Linked DNA regions of Mus musculus: regions 1 and 2 are each linked to region 3. The links are chromatin contacts, called in public Hi-C and HiChIP or PLAC-seq maps. All regions are on one chromosome and are shown on one strand. The core of a region is the stretch at or near the end of the contact, and the rest is flanking DNA. Distances in the headings are between cores, read along the strand shown.

Region 1 (3,101 bases), core at 42-2,541, 140 kb before region 3:
CTCTTGAGCTCCCTCCAAAGCAGAAGAGTGGAAGCTGCCCAGAGGGGAGGGAGGCGTCAGGGAGGCAGGAAGCACACAGGAGGGATTTGGACAGACACCACCAAAGCCACTGCCCACACAGCTGCCACCGCCAACAAAACATCCTGCCATGACAGGCCAGGGTGTCTGGGGTGCAGAGAGCCTGGTACCCCCTTCTCTAGGTACTACCCTTTTCTTGGTTCTGAGGTTATCCACCATGTCAGGGGCCTATGCACAGTGAAGGTGAGTGAATTCTCTCAGGACAGCTCTGCTGCTCTACAGCCACAGGGCAGCTCAGCATCTTGCTGGGAGGAGTGGCTAGGGGTGTCTCTGTGCTATGTCACCTGGCATTCTGAATCAGTAAGGGACACAGTTCCCTCACAGCCACTAGAGCCATCCGCTACTCAGTTCCTGCAGCACAGGGTCACTAAGTTTGCTCTTGGCCTTAACAGGAGAGAGCATTCAAAGCCCATGTGAACCCAGGCTTCGATAGAGGAAGAGGTTGCTAGAGACTCTTCAACAATTAAGGGAGGGGAAGAATGCTCCACCCTTCTGGCCCAGAGTGAAGGGTGGAGTTTGTGTTTTCTCCTCCTCTTTCTGAGGCCCCCCTCGATTCGAGTCCTTAGATCCCTCTTCAGTACGGCTGTTGTACAAGGCTCTGATCACACCGCAGGCACTGGAGAGGCGGCCACAGTTTGAAGAGCAGCTGATGTGGAGAGAATGGGTCCACCACAGGCAGAACACCGGTGACATACCCTGTCCAGCTGTTACTGTGACACTGAAACAGGAGGAAAACCTTCTGCAGTGAGAGCTGCCCTCGGGGGTGTTCTGGTCTATCTTGCCCTTTGGCTTACTGTGATGTTACCGTTAGAGGCTCCTCTTCTCTGTGCCTCTAAGCTTGGATATGGAAGCTGTACGCGTGTGTTCTGTGATGTGTGCTGACCTGGACTGGGCAGCCCTTGTAGAGTTGATAAGACTCACACCTCTGTCCTAGGGTTTGCATGTTTGTTTAACAAAGGCCATCTGGTCTACCAGTCCTGGCGCAGCAGCAGAGTGACGCCCTCGCCTTTGTGAAGTTGTTGGGGTTTCTGCTTTTCTAATAGAAAGATTAAAATACTAACAGTTGTTCAGAGACACATATTTAAGGAACAGCGTGAGATGCGCGCATGCTACCAACTTTCAAGCCTTTAAAACCTAGGCGGTCTGCACAGACGGTAAGCTGGTGCCCTCGTGTCCACCAGCCATGCTCCGGAGTTTTTCATTTCTACACAGTTGATTTTAAAGAGCTGCTAACACCTGTGGGGACTTCCTGCACACACTTCTCCTTGGCGCTTCTTTTATTGTTTTGTCCTTAGCAGTTTTCTCAGTAGAAAAGTTAGTACCACCAGCTACCCAAGTCACCTAGTGTTAGGACTGTTAGACACAGCAGGTGGACAGAGGAGATGCTGGCAAGAGGGAGAAATCAAAGCATTTTCTTTTCCTGGTCTTTTATGGGGAGGCGGGAGAGGGCAAGAACTGCCCAGCTGGAAGGTAAACACCCAACCCTGTTTTCCAGAAGGCTCTGTAAACCCAGCTGAGGCTTTTACAGGCCCAGCCACCTGGAAATCTATGCACTGAAAAAAAGTGTTTTGCAAATAAGTAGGTTGACACAGCCCTTGCTCTGTTTCTATGGTGTTGGATGGATCGGAGTCTCTCCTGCATGCTAATCACCATCTCTACCACGGATGCTCCAGCCCCTTCACTGGATATTCTGACAGGCATCAAAACCAGAGGCCGATTACCACAGAGCTCTTTGACTTTAGTCTCCCACGCAAGTCAGAGAAAGAGAAAGGCTGCCAATCACCCAGAACCCCAGCCAGTGCTCACCGGACGGCACTGGGTACATGTCCCTGAGGCTCTCGCTCTCATGAACATGGGCGATGAGTGTCTATCCCTGGCACACAGGCAGCTCTCTTTAGAATTGCAAAGGGCAGCTATTTTACAGTGCTTCTTTGCCAAGCAGTTACACTGAGTGAAGAGACCTTTCCTTTACCTTGTATCTCTTTTTACACCCTGGAACTGGGCAGGCGAAAGGCTTCTCTTCCCCTCCATTCATGCACATGGAGCTGAGGATTGCTTCAGAGCTGATGGCGCTCTCTGTGGTCCAGGACTCATCACTGTCTGACTCCTCATAGTCCACCTCTTCCTCATCATACTCGCTGCCTGTGGAGCAGAAGAGATGTACAAAGACTGTCAAAAGCTGCCCCCTCCCAACAGGCCGGCTGAAGGCTTAGCAATAGTGGCAGCCATTGGTGCACAAGCAGAGGGCATGCTAGACCCAGATGGCCTGCTGTTACTCCTAGGGAGGAAAAGACCAGGTTAGAAGCTTGCCAGCAATCCACAGCTAGGAACTAGTGAAGCAAGGATTTCGTTCTGGGATAAGATTATAGTTAGGACTGCCCATGGCTGCAAAGCGACCAGGAAGGCTCCAGGGGTCCAAGCACAAATAGACAACAATGACAGAGCCCTCTTAATACACATACAAGCTAGACTGGACACGGTGATGGGGAAAACTCTGTCCCTTGGTTTCCTGCTCTCCTAGTCTAGAAAACACAAACTGCTTCAAGCAGATTTTTAGGAGGGGCCAGACGTTGGATCTTTAGCTTACAGAGGCTACTGTGGAACTGCAGGCAGGCTACCCCAAGCCAGGAAGCAGGGAATGTCCAGAGCTCTGAGGTGCAGGTCTGGCTTCCTGGAGAGAAAACACTCGTTTCCCACCCACCTATCTCATCTGCCTTCCAGCCACACACTTCCCAACAGGCCTGACTCGTGGAATGACTACTCAGAGTGGAAGATGAATCCTTTATATTCCTAAAGATGAAAGGGGCTCTGCCCAGAGTTGAATTAAGAATCGGCTTTCCTGGTTCAGGACAGCTGGGGTGGAGAACCTCGTCAACAGTGGTCCTATTTTACTCTCTTTAATGAGGGAGGCCCAAAGCCATTTATTTTGCACTTTTGCACAATACAACCCTGAAGGACATAATTCTACAGATCATAAACAGTGTAAAATAATATGTTGACAAGTCCTAATGCATTTACAAGCC
Region 2 (2,849 bases), core at 92-2,591, 160 kb before region 3:
ACATAAAAATGATAATTAAATTAGCTTATATGGTGTAAGATTATTATTATTATTTTGGTTTTGGGATAGGGTCTTTCTGCATACCATTGGCTGTCCTGGAACTCAGTATATAGACCAGGGTGTTCTCCTACTCCTAGAAATCCACCTGCTTGTTCCTCCCAGTGCTGAGATTGAAGGCATAGGTTACCGTGTTTGACTAAAAGATTATTTTTAAGAGATTTCCCCCCATTTAATTAATGAATAAAATTTCTTAGAACAGTTCTTTTGTGGGGTGGGAACTCCCTTTTGCATAACAGTTCTTAGATATTTTGTGCACTGAGATAAATTTCAAGGAAATGGTTTATCGTGCTCTTTGCAAGTACAGTGGTATCATGACCCGTTTCTCATTTAATATAGTTTGCTGCATTTAATTGCTATTAACCTTTGCAGAAACTGATCAGTGTTCAGACAGGCATGATTTTAGACCTAGTGTTCAACACTCATAATGGAGAAAAATGTATTTCTCCCTCCTGCCTTTTGGCCTCCCGTGTCCATTATTGGGAATAATTAGGAAAACTGTCAGAACTTTTGTAGTCTGTTTAAGGTCTCTAGTATTATCTTACTGCTTTTTCTACAATTTTCCTTTCCACCTTGCATATCTAATCTGATCACTCTTGGCATAGATGTTACATGTGACAAGCCTTTCCTTTCCACAGTCATCTGCTTCAGCTTAATTAGCAGCGTGTTCTTTCTGGTCTGTGTGCTTTGCCCTCCTGCAAACCCATGAGAAACAGTGTTAGCGTCTTGGGCTCATTTGCTGAGATGCTTAGATTGGCTAATGAGAGAGAAGGGTTCTTACTATGTGTGCCTGGAGTAGCTGTAGTTTATAAACAGAAAAATTTTCCGTACTTTTTATTTACATCATTTGCAAATGATGAGTTTTACTATGTAGTTTTAGTAAGAATAGGAAAGTAGTAGATTTTGCTGTGAGAGTGGTTCGTGGTCACAGTGCCCTAATGGGCACCTTGGAGTAAGAGTTGAGCTGTCCTACTCTTTTAGCCTATGCTGCAACCTCCAGCTGCCACTTCCTCTCTTGTACTAGAAACTGGTGGCTTTCAGATCCCTTCATAAGTCTCGTATACCTAATAATTGTAATGATATTACAGGGAGTAAGTGTTTCTCTAGCTCTTTGCCTGCTGAGCCTTATATACATGATAGGTCACTTATTTACCATGGTAGTGTTATAGAGGCGGATTGTCAGCTTTGCTAGTTGCTAGTGGAAGAAGCTGAGGAACAGGTTAACTAGTTAGGCCTAATCACACCACTGGTAAAGTAGACATAGGATCAGAACCTCTTCAGGTCATGTGTGAAAGCTGTGGTTTTAACTGTCTCTCAGCTGTGGCTACATCAGAGTTCTGTACTTCTCATAGCACCCTGAACATTTTCCTCACATACTAATATATTTAGTTACCTTTAGAAATAGCATGTCTGAATTAAGACTTTGTGTTTATTTTTAAATAACCATAGTCACCATCGGGATGTGTGTGATCATTGGCCACTGTACAGCTTTTTGAGCTTTGGAATCACATTTGACAAGCTAATTGCTTACTTCACGTTAGCTTTTCTATAGCACTTGCTTTGCATTTCGGCAGGGCCAGGGACTCAGCTTCTCAGAGTTAGGGTGGCCTGGAAGAGTTAGCACTGTCCAGAGCTGAAACGGACGGAGCAGGGGTTGAATTGGGTTTTCAGTGCTGCCTGACAAACACAGGATTAAAGTCCAATAGAACCCATATGAATTTCAGTGGTAAATTTCAGTTTTTAGAACCATGATCTTTACTTTACTACTCATTAAGTGTGGTTTGTATATAAGCAGTGGTACGGCCTCGAGAATTGCAGAAGTGGAGGCTTTCCTGCCTCCAGCTCCCTGAGAATCAGTGGATATGTGGCAGTCGTTGTTTCAGGTGCAGCGATCCTGAGTTTAAGACTAGATATTTCCCTCCCTCAGTACACAGCTCCTTCCTACTTTCATGCATTTTTTTTTCTTCATTCTTATTTCTATTAAGGTGTTTTATTGCAGCTTTCTGAAATTCTGAAATGAGTCTTTAATAATGACCCCCCCACCCCCACCTCACTGAAGATCATTTTGTTGGTTTACATTTTTCTGTCACAATCTTAGCATTTCTTGTAAGAAGTGTGGTTCTCAATGAGTCTTGTGACTCTAGAATTATTGAAAATCACACTTTGAAAGAATCAGGGCTGTTCCCTGTTTGTCCTAATGTACGTACGGCTTGTGGCTTCATTTTAAATTGGCCATCAGGTTAAAAGTACTTGTTCTAGTGTGTTTACAAAAAATGATATACAAAGTATTCAATTAATTTTTACTGAGTAGCCAGAAAAGTACAGTGGAAGATTCCTCTCTGGATCGTTGTTTCTCTTGATTAGACAGAAATAGATTTCTCTTCCTTTCTGGTTTTACTTTTGTTTTAGCCTCCTCTGCCGTTTAAAGGTTAGGTTACCTTAGCATGGTAGTGCTGGGCAGTAGCTATTGGAATACAGGTCCCCCTGGAAAGGATGAAGGGCGTGCTCAGCAGTCAGACTAGTGTAGTTATCACGGAGTCAGTGTGGAAACATTTTTTTGCCACTACAAAGGAAAGAAACTCTTGTTCTTTACCTTACCCCCTCCCTTCTATTCCTTTACCCCAGAAAATCTCCATCTGCTTCCTTTTGCACTGCCTATTCTCATCATTCAGCTCCCTAAATCACACCGTATCGTACGAGGTCTATGGGCTTCCCCAGCAGATTTTCAAAAAGTTATCACTTTTTTAGCATGCATTTATGTTTAGCATGGAAATGTGCTTGCTTCCTTCATT
Region 3 (3,005 bases), core at 306-2,805:
CTCCAGCTTATGTAATGTTTCCCTAACCTCTCCTTCCCTGTCTTGTTTTCACATGTCCAGTCATCCTTGTGGCTCCTCTACAGATGCCCGCCAAGTTCCTCACACAGACACACTACTTTAAAAGTTATATTCCAGAAGCCTCTGCTAGGCTCCCTCCTGAATCTTTCCAGAAGCTTCCATGTGCTCTCTGCCTCTACACCAGACACTGGAAATCCTAAAAGGATCACACAAACCAAGATCTACCATCCGTCTTGCTTTTACCTGTCCTCTTGGTCAAGCCATCTAAAGAAAAGAATACACACTCTTGCCACTGCTGTACCCCCCGGGCATGAGGGTGGCCACTTCTGTGGGCTTGGATTATATCCTGTCCTCACGTTTCATATCCTAATCACAGAAAATCAGGGGAGGGGTTACCTTAGCAACACCCACTCAATAGATTTCAGGTTGATCTAAGGAACAGCTAGCTCTAGGAGAGCTGCAGCTAGAGCTTGCATAGAGCCTTCCCCTGTGTGGGCAGTCCCCCCAGCCAACCCTCCCACCGCCCTCATTAACTTGTATGTCAATGTCCTACCCCCGCACCCGCAATGCACCATGGACTTTAGTCTCTCATGGGAAGAGAATGAATAAGTTGGTGTAACATTCGTAATGTGGTCCCTGTGCTATAGCCAGAACTCTTGTTCAACAAACGTTTGAGCAAATGCTTGATTGGATTTGTGTGTGTCTGTCTGAAGCATGGTCTTACTTTATAGTGAAGGTTGATCTAGAACTCATCATGTACACCAGGTTGGGCCTGAGTTTGCAGCAGTCTGCCTGAGTGCTGCAATTATAGGTGTGAGCCCAGCTCTGGGATGGAGTCTTAAGGCTCCCGTGGTTTGTTTTCTGATATGGACATCTGAACAACAATGACATGGCTTCTTTCCCCACCAGCTTTTTGGAAAAACAGACTCAAGTCCAAATCCAGGCTCTGCTGCTACTTTGTTAGTTGACTGTGGGAAGGAGGCTGACGGTGGGTTCATCCTTCCACAGTAAAGAGCTGTTCTAATCTGCCTAACACTTCGAGAGGAAATGACCTTCTGGATGCTGCCCATGAAGCCTCTGCAAGTACATAGTCTTTCCCTCAGGTGCCATGCCCACCTTTGCTTGGCGAGTATGTTTCAGGTTTCTTTTCCTATGGGTTAAGCTAGAAAAAAAGGAAGAGGAGGAGGGCACACTGTGGATGGGGCAAGGCTAGTAATTGTTAGCAGATATCATTTTCTCCCATCCCATCAAAACCTTTTTTGGGAAGAGATTAAACTATGCTATAATTCATATAATTTTGTGAAAACTTGAATACATATGTTGATATAGAATTGACATAGGAGGACTCAGGGTTATGTGTGGTATAAGTAAGAACTAGGAAAGTAGTTTAATTTGGAGAGTGTAGGAAAAGCTTGCTGTGGAGCTACATGACAAGTGTGCAGGGACACGTGGCACATAGCTAATGCTGTAGTGTGCAAGGCCCTGGCAGGAGAGCCAATAACTGGGCTTCTCAGGAGTTAGAACCAGAGGCACACTTTTAATTCTGACATCCAGACTGGTGCCATAGTGACACCTTGTGGCCACAGGCTTCATGACATTGACATGCATGTATAACTACTTTTTAACTTTAAGGCATGGAAACACAAACGTTTTCTTAACCACAAGTTCACTGTTTCCCACCAGGAGATAAGAATCAAGAGAATCTGGTCACAGCTTGCTGGTGACACTCGTTCCAACAGAGGACTCTTAGTGACAGTTTTCAAGCAGTTGCAGCTCTCCGCTGAACACTTACCTGGCACCTGAGACTTGGGCAGGAGTTACTAAAGCTTGTTGGTTGTTTTAAAACTGCACCTGGGGCCCCCGAGTACCAGTCAACCCTGCCCCCTCATGAATTCTAAGAGCAGTAAGGAGGAAATAAAGAAAAACCTAACATGAGTCTTTGGAATTTCAAAATTAAATTTCTTTATACAACCATACCCTGGGGCTCCACAGTGATGGAAGCGGGCCAGCAATCACCGTCCTGCAGGATCCCATATGATGCTGAGCACTGGCTGTACTCGAAGCACTCGTGGGATCCTGGTGGACTCTGGATGGCTCATGCCAACAGGAACGAACGGCCCCAGCATCACAAAGCAAAGAACTAGAGGGCAGCTGACTTGAGAGGGGACCCAGAAAGGCTCCAATGTAGTGGATGGCAGTTGGTCTTTAGTACAACAGTTTGAGGCCTGTGAGGGCAAAGCTACCTACCTCTGGAGTCAGACAAGACAGGATTTGATTTATATGCCATAACCATCTGAGAATCTTCAAACCCTTCCTCCTTTGAAACCAGGGCTTCTATTGTGGTTGTGAGGAATGAATGAAGTTGTTGGAGAGTCAGAACATACGACGAACACAGACATGGTAGTGATGGTAGCTATTAGTTAGAGAGCGGGGGCAGTGCAGAGACAGGGAAGGCCACTGCCTCGGATGACCTTAGGAGCATGTGTACAGTGGACACGGGAATGCCTGGAGAGCACATGGAGCGCTGGGCTCATCCAGCAACCCCTGAGCTCCCACAGCCCGTGGTCTCAAACCGCAAATCGGCTGCCACCAACACACTGGTTTATTGTTGTTTTTGGTTTTAAACTGTTACACTTATTTTGCTGCTTAAAAAATATCTACTTAAAAAGTAGGAAATCTAGAAAACTATGAGAAACAAGGACCCTACAATGAACGGTCCAAAAGTTCAGTCTGTGCACTTTGCTGTACACTTCTTTCTAGTCTTCTCTAGTATTTTTTAAAAAATGGCACCAGGATTCATACTGTAAATAATTATAACCTAAAGGTTTCTTTCCATATTTTACCATTCATAAAACACTTCCTAATTCTTGGTTAGTACAAAGCTATGTCTGACACTTAGGAGGACTTGAAGGCTATGAGCTGAAGCCCCTCTTCTGCAGAAACATGATTTAGCAGATGACATATGACAAAGGAGTCGTAGATACAGG

The links. Hi-C and Micro-C count contacts between places; a contact is called where the count stands out from the background. HiChIP or PLAC-seq counts read pairs in DNA pulled down with a chosen protein or histone mark.
Region 1: a Hi-C map of double positive thymocytes shows a contact between it and region 3, with 4 times the contacts expected there. The contact joins two enhancer-like sites. A contact is called at or near these places in 1 of 39 promoter capture datasets (macrophages), 44 of 484 Hi-C or Micro-C datasets (the 63-12 cell line, the Ba/F3 cell line, ECoMG-derived neutrophils and 29 more), 6 of 115 datasets of contacts at active chromatin or transcription factors (the SCID.adh cell line, double positive thymocytes, embryonic stem cells and 3 more) and 3 of 9 other capture datasets (adipose tissue, liver and macrophages).
Region 2: a contact with region 3 is called in an H3K4me3 HiChIP or PLAC-seq map of the SCID.adh cell line, with 2.3 times the contacts expected there. The contact joins two enhancer-like sites. A contact is called at or near these places in 1 of 39 promoter capture datasets (macrophages), 45 of 484 Hi-C or Micro-C datasets (B cells, the BV-2 cell line, CD4 T cells and 35 more), 7 of 115 datasets of contacts at active chromatin or transcription factors (the SCID.adh cell line, double positive thymocytes, embryonic stem cells and 3 more) and 4 of 9 other capture datasets (adipose tissue, liver, macrophages and 1 more).

Annotation. Positions count from the first base shown.
Region 1 is chr6:52,775,485-52,778,585 of GRCm38.p6, forward strand. Jazf1 (JAZF zinc finger 1) reads right to left here. Exons shown (of 5, transcript NM_173406.3): 4 at 2,051-2,220. Among named protein-coding and RNA genes, the nearest start is that of Gm52904, 22 kb to the right of the region's middle. Within about 2 kb of position 1,292, at least 20 of the 459 cell types and tissues checked have an H3K27ac peak or open chromatin away from gene starts, as enhancers often do. A contact at or near this core is called in the SCID.adh cell line and double positive thymocytes, where this site is marked.
Region 2 is chr6:52,758,985-52,761,833 of GRCm38.p6, forward strand. The region is part of intron 16 of Tax1bp1 (Tax1 (human T cell leukemia virus type I) binding protein 1); the gene reads left to right. Among named protein-coding and RNA genes, the nearest start is that of Gm52904, 38 kb to the right of the region's middle. Within about 2 kb of position 1,342, at least 8 of the 459 cell types and tissues checked have an H3K27ac peak or open chromatin away from gene starts, as enhancers often do. A contact at or near this core is called in the SCID.adh cell line, where this site is marked.
Region 3 is chr6:52,917,641-52,920,645 of GRCm38.p6, forward strand. All of the region lies in intron 1 of Jazf1 (JAZF zinc finger 1), which reads right to left. Among named protein-coding and RNA genes, the nearest start is that of Gm52903, 53 kb to the left of the region's middle. Within about 2 kb of position 1,556, at least 37 of the 459 cell types and tissues checked have an H3K27ac peak or open chromatin away from gene starts, as enhancers often do. A contact at or near this core is called in the SCID.adh cell line and double positive thymocytes, where this site is marked.